Linked DNA regions of Sus scrofa: region 1 is linked to region 2. A link is a contact called in public Hi-C data. All regions are on one chromosome and are shown on one strand. The core of a region is the stretch at or near the end of the contact, and the rest is flanking DNA. Distances in the headings are between cores, read along the strand shown.

Region 1 (3,072 bases), core at 409-2,908, 35 kb before region 2:
AGCTGTATCTACTGGCCTGGGCTAGGGGTCAAATCAGAGCTGTATCTACTGGCCTACACCATAGTCACAGCAACACAGGGTCCAAGCCGCACCTGCGACCTATACCTCACAGCAACGCCAGATACTTAACCCACTGAGCAAGGATGCTAGTCAGATTTGTTTTCACTGAGCCACGACAGGAACACTTTTTTTTTTTTTAAGTGTCCACACCTGTGGTGCATGGAAGTTCCGGGCCAGGGATTGAATTTGAGCTGCAGCTGTGGCAACGCCAGATCCTTTAACCCACTACACCAGGCCAGGGATCAAATCTGCAGCTCTGTAGCTGCCCGAGCTGCTGCAGTCGGGATTCTTAACCCACTGCACCACAGCTCTCCCAGCTCTGGACTCTGACTTGACTAATGGACGGAGCATGTGCACTGAGGCTGGGGGGGGGGGGACACAAGACGGTGATGGATGGTGGGTGAGTGGGTGCGTGGATGGAATGCAGGCTTCGAAAGGAGGGACCCTGCTCCTCTCCCTGCTCTTCCCTGAAGAGGCCACTGGGGGGCACTATAGTTCTTTGCGCCACTGGGCTCTGGCGTCCGGAGCCGGCTCTGGAGGACAGGCCCTCCCCGGACTGCCGGGCCTGGCCACGCCCCCCGGCTGAGTGGGTGTGGAGAGTGTTAGCTCCTCCCTGCCTGGCTGCCCGAGAGTGGGGTGGTGTCGCAGCAGGCACCCCAGAGACCCCGCTGGATGTCTCCCCCCTCTCTTTCACGGCCTATCCTTTCCCTGAGACCCCTGAAACAAGTTGTGAGCGGGTCTCCTTCCTGGGTGATGGCGTACAGTCTGTTTTGCAGGGTAGGTAGGGACTGTTTAAGAGAAAGGAAGGAATAAGAGCAGCCTGAGCTTCCTACTACCCCAGTGTTGGTCTCAGGCCCTAGAGACCCTGTGGATGGGGGCCAGGGTCGACTGAACTATTGCTGAACCCTCACATCCCATCCCCACTGAAGCATGTGACTGAAGACCCACCCCATCCTCAGCCTGAGCAGGTGGCCGGGAAGGATGGGTCCGACGGCCTCTCCAGCCCCCATCGGGTGGGGGTCGGCAGGGATGCCTGTGTTCTGCCCCTCATCACTCACCACAAGGCCTTAGGTACGATGCACTCCAAGCCTTGTTTCCCCGTTTGTTAAAATGGGGTAATGATCACGCTGCCAGGATTCAGCTGTGAACATAAAATGAGCGCATTCGAAAAGTGCCTGGCAGGTAGCCGGTCTTCAGGAAAGGTGAGTTCCCATCTCCCACTAGAGACGAAAGCCCCTGGAGGAGAGGGTGCCTGGTTCGTCCCCCCCAGTCTAGCCTCTTTCCTCTTACTCTGGACAGCCCCTCTTGAACTTCCCTCTCCTCCCAAACTCGGAGGCAGGGAACAGTGTTGAAGGAGCAGCCCTGAGTCCAGACAGCAGGGAAAGCCTTCGCGGTCCTCCTGTCCATAAAAGGCTTTTCCCGGCGGTTCCCCGCCGGCAGCGCGGCCCCGCCCCCGCCCGCTCCATCTCCAAAGCACGCGGAGAATGTCTCGGCGGCCCCCGGTAGACTGCTCCAACTTGGTGTCTTTCCCCAAATATGGAGCCTGTGTGGAGTCACTGGGGGGGTCGAGGGTGGAGAAGGAGCCGGTTTCCTCTGGCAGGGAGGGGGGTTGGGGTGAGCCGGCGGGGGAGGCTGACATCACCGGGGCGGCAGCCCTTTAAACCCCTCACCCAGCCAGCGCCCCATCCTGTCTGTCCAAGTCCAGACAGAGCTCACTCCTTCCTTCGAGCCTCGAGGAACCCCTGTAAGTGCATTTGTCCTAGGGCAGGAGGGGAGTTGGGCGGGGGTGGTGTGGGGGGTGGGCTTGGCAGCGGCAGTGGGTGTTATTGCTGGAGGGCTCTCAGGCTCCCTGGCTGGAGAAGCCCACCCTCTGAGTCACCGTGCATCCCTCCACCTGGGGAGGTGGTCCTGGTTTGATGCGTGGGATGGGGTTGCTAGAGCCTTGTATCCTTCAGACTGGTCAGGCTTAGGTGTATTGAAATACCCAGGGAGACTTGGCTGGTGCAGAGGGATTGATAGTGGAAACCTGGGCACCGGTGTGAGGAAGGCTTCCCATTTTTAGCCACAGTCACACCCACAGGGGGTGTGATAGGCTCAGGTGGTGGTGATTTTGGCCCAAGGCTTGTTGTCTGCTGTCCATCTAGGAGGAGGCGGGTAGGTGGGGCATGCTGATGCTGGAGAGCAGTGTCCCACTGGTGGGTCCCCAGCAGCATAGGAGAGCTGCTGGGTAACAACTGAGGCAGTAGCAAGGACATCAGAATCCTTGTATCCTGGAACAGGCTGGGGTGGCAGGTGCAGGGACAGTGAGAGAGCTACCTTGTCAGGTACATAGCTCCTTCTATGTTCTGAGGGGGAGGTCACGCCCCACGCAGAGGAGTGGGGGTGGCCGCTGCCTTGGTGGTGCCAACCGGCTGGGGCCGGGCCTTCCCAAGGGGTCTGGCTGGTCCCTCTTGGTGGTTGCTATTCAAAGAGTAGCAGTGAATAGGTCGGGTCTCCTCTGTCCCCAGAGTTTACTTTTTTTTTTTTTTTTTTTTTTTTTTGGCTACCCCATGGCATATGGAGTTTTTGGGCCAGGGATCAGATCTGAGCCACAGTTGCAACCGAAGCCATAACTGCGGCAATGCCAGATTCTTAACCCACTGTGCCAGATGGGGGATCAAACCTTTGTCCTGGAGCTCCCAAGACACCAGATCCCACTGTGCCAGGGGGGACCTCTGTCCCTGGAATTTAGATGAGCTACCCCCCCCTGCCACCTCAGATCCACATGTGCTCATCCTATTTGCTGTGTTTTATTCTGAAGAGGGGCACAGCGGTCCTGCAGACACCCCTGGTTCTGTCTGTTTTTCTGGGTTCCTGCTGGTAGGAGGTGCCCCTGCCCCTTTTCAGCTGGATTTGTTTTCTCTCAGGAGAGGGGAGGCTAACGGGGCCCATGGGGTGGGAGGGTCAAAGCAGAGCCTCAGGCTGCCCTGTCCATCCTGTCCCAGAACCTTTGCCTAGAGAGGCCCCTGGGTG
Region 2 (3,199 bases), core at 449-2,948:
GGGGAATTAGACAAAACCCAAGAATGCACACAGAACTGAAGAGAGGCAAGTGGGAACCCTGGGGAGCAGGGGTGACTGGCAAGCAGCACTAAAGGGCTACCCTTAGCCACTAGCTCAGCAAGGTGGCTTAGGAGTGAGGGCTCAACCCTGGAATGGGGGACTGCCACCTGTGGTTGATAGATGGGCCAAATTAGAACTGGTGGGCAACTGTGGGGACAAGGACAGGTGAATGGTGGTAGAACATGTATGTACCTATGGGTGACTGGGCTCCTTTAGAAGCATCTGATCTCTATGGGGAGAGGCAGGGCTTAGTGCTTACACACATATCCGATTGGATCAGTCTCAAAACATTACAGAAACATGGGCATTTTACCGAAGTCTCTTTGGAAAGGGAGACGGGAACTTCTGCCACCTAACATTTCCCTCCAAAAAGCTGCATATCTCCTCTCTTTTCCTTTTAGGTTCTCCACCCTCCAGCAGCCTTGACTGTCCAAGATAGTCAGCTCTCTTTCCCAGTCTGCATACCTTACTAAGCAAAACAAAATCTGGCTAGCCTTGATAGTGATCCAACTAGGCAGGCTCTTACAGTCTCAGTGGAGCTCACAGATTTCCCAAAGAGAGGAGAAACCTGACCACCATGGCCTCCACTCCCTCTGGCGGAGCAGTGCTTTACTCCTGACCCTCCCATCCTAGGCTTCTGGGAATGGAACCTTAATCTGAAAGCAGATCTCAACTTCACCCAACTGCTAGGCGTGTCTTTGCAGCTCTTAGGTGCTAAGAGAAGAGGAAGATACAGGCAGCCCCAAGTTCAAGACTTGGCTCCCAAGACCCTGTCCTCCTCGCAACCTGTTCCTAGAAACCAAGCTGCCGGTACCGGGTTCAGTTTCATTGGCTTCCTCCTCCCTAGCCTTGATTGCCCCGTGCAATGTGGCCCTCTCCTCAGAGAACCCATACTATCCTGGAATCCAAGACCCCGTGGCCCAGTCTTCCTGGGCTCCCCCACGCCGGGACTGAAGGCGCCCTTTGTGCAGCTCTTTCACCCTCGGACACCGGCCGCCCCCAGTTCCAGGCCACTCGGACTTCCAATGCCTCGCCCCCACCGAGTTCCCAACTCACCGGCCCGGCCGCAGCTGCTGCCGCCGCCTCCCTGCGGAAACTCGCGGCTTCCCGGGAACCTGAGGAGCCAGTGACAGTAGCATCACTTCCGCCCGGCAGCTCAGCCAATCAGCAGCGGGTCCTCGGGCCGGGCCGACCCGCCGGGAGCAGCCGGCGCTAGGGGGCCGGTTCCTTCGGGCATCCTCTACTGAAAGAGCAGCGTGCGGGTGTGGTGGGCGCTCCTCTCAGGGCCCACCGCCCCAACTTCGGGCATCTCCAAGAGAGACCCTCTCCAGACAGACGGTCCTCTCCTTCTTGGCCAGAGAAAAGGCATCTCTGCTGTAACCTCCAAAAACACCTCTCTCTCTGATCGCCATGATCCCCTCTCTCTGTAATCCTCCTAAAGGCGGCCCTCCCTTCACCACGTCTCCTTTCTTCCGGAGGTCACATCTCCTTTCGTCCCTGCGCCCCGGGAGAGTCCACTAGTATCTTAAGGGCTTCCGCAGTGTCCGCGTCCCCTCACGGTGCCGGCTCCCGCCGCCAGAGGGCGCCGTCGGGGGCGGCGCGGTGCCACCGCGGCCTCTCCTCTCCTGGCCGAGCCTCGCCCCCGCCGCTCGTGCCGCCGGAAGTGGGAGGTGTCGCGCGCGGGCCGGCGCTCGACCCCTCCCCCCAAGCTCGGCCGCCCCCTCCCCCCGCTCCGCCCGCTCAGGTGCGTCCCGTCCCTCCCCCCTTCCCTCCCGGAGGCGCGGCGCGGGAGGTGTGTGCGGGGCGGGTGCGAGGGCCGGGGGCAGTGGCGCAAGGGGCGGGGGATCGGGCCGGGGGGCGTGGAGGGAGCTGCGGGGACGGGGGCTGGGGTCCTGGCCTAGAAGTGGGACGGGGGCTGGCAGCCAGGCGGCGCAGGGGGGCGGGGGGCAAGGTTTGGAGGGGCTCTGGCAGGAGGAAGCAGCCCACTGGGCCAGCCCCCTGTGGACTGCCGCCGGGACCACCCGGCGCGGCTTCCCCCCATTGTCCCCTTCGCGTCAGTCCCCGGATCTCCTGAGGACCAGTCGCAACTGGCGTCGCCGTCTAGCTGGTGGTCGCCGCCGGCTTGTGGTACCGGGTTTTCCTTGGCACTTTCGACTTTACGCCCCTCGCCGCAGCCTCTGCCAGATGGCCCTGGTCCCCTCTCCTCTGGGCTCTGAGCTGCGGAGTTGCTTGGAGGACCCGTGCCCTCTGGTTTTGACTACCGGGAGCCAAGGACCCTGGCCCGGGCTCTGATGGGCCAGGGCATTTGCACCTGAGCTAGCGGTAGGGGCGATCTAGGGCCCGTTTTCTTCTGGGAGACTTGTATGTTGGGGAAACTGAGGCACAGGGGGTCTCTGGCCTGGGACTGAAGTGTTAGCACAGTCCAGCCTCCATGTCTACCCTGTGCGCTCGCTTTTCGAGGGTTAGGAATGTACAAATGAAGCTATTAAAAACAAGAATTTAACCCCGTGTTACATCCCTCTTCCTCTCCCTTCACCGTAGAGGGCGGTGATTTGTCTGCAACATAAAGGATGACCTTTTGATCTAAGAAAGGCATCTGTCTCAGTTCCCTTGCTTGGATTACTCTTTTTTTCATTTTCGTACTGGAGTAACCAAGATTCTCATACTCTTCTGCACCTCGGTAGTAACTCTGAAGAGTCTGTACTTTTCTCAGTCAGTGGTTGTCAAACTTCTCCCATCTGCCAGCAACACAGAGTCTAAGTGAGAGATACTAAGATTGCCCGGTAAAATACTGCTTTTTCTCTCCCACATGAACACCTCCAGAAAACTTTACTCCAAATAATGGAGGATGCTTTTAATGTAACAGCCGTAAAATGATTCTAAAACATAAGATATTATTGATATTAGGCCAAAAATTACATCCATTGTAAATGATACGAGACAAGGTAAGTATGTGCACCGTTTGGAAGAGTCTTAACAGTCTATATAATCTGCTGTCTGTGAGAGGGCATTCTCCTGAAGTGAAAAAGACATATAAGTTTGAGGATTGATGTCCCCTGGGACCTATCGAGTATAATGGCTCTTCTAATGCCCTGCTAGAGAATAAATACTCAAGTATTTTCTCCTGGAGCCCAAGTTT

Evidence for each region. A called contact is a pair of places that touch in the nucleus more often than the background predicts.
Region 1: a Hi-C map of epiblast stem cells shows a contact between it and region 2, with 1.5 times the contacts expected there. The contact joins the promoter of TAGLN here to the promoter of RNF214 in region 2. A contact is called at or near these places in 2 of 5 promoter capture datasets (fetal skeletal muscle and liver), 22 of 47 Hi-C or Micro-C datasets (adipose tissue, alveolar macrophages, brain and 14 more) and 2 of 2 datasets of contacts at active chromatin or transcription factors (alveolar macrophages and skeletal muscle).

What each region holds. Positions count from the first base shown.
Region 1 is chr9:44,560,102-44,563,173 of Sscrofa11.1, forward strand. TAGLN (transgelin) reads left to right here and starts at 1,659. Exons shown (of 5, transcript NM_001244150.1): 1 at 1,659-1,804.
Region 2 is chr9:44,595,282-44,598,480 of Sscrofa11.1, forward strand. It overlaps RNF214 (RING finger protein 214), which reads left to right and starts at 1,699. Exons shown (of 16, transcript XM_021062882.1): 1 at 1,699-1,804. PCSK7 (proprotein convertase subtilisin/kexin type 7) reads right to left here and starts at 1,268. Exons shown (of 17, transcript XM_021062880.1): 1 at 1,117-1,268.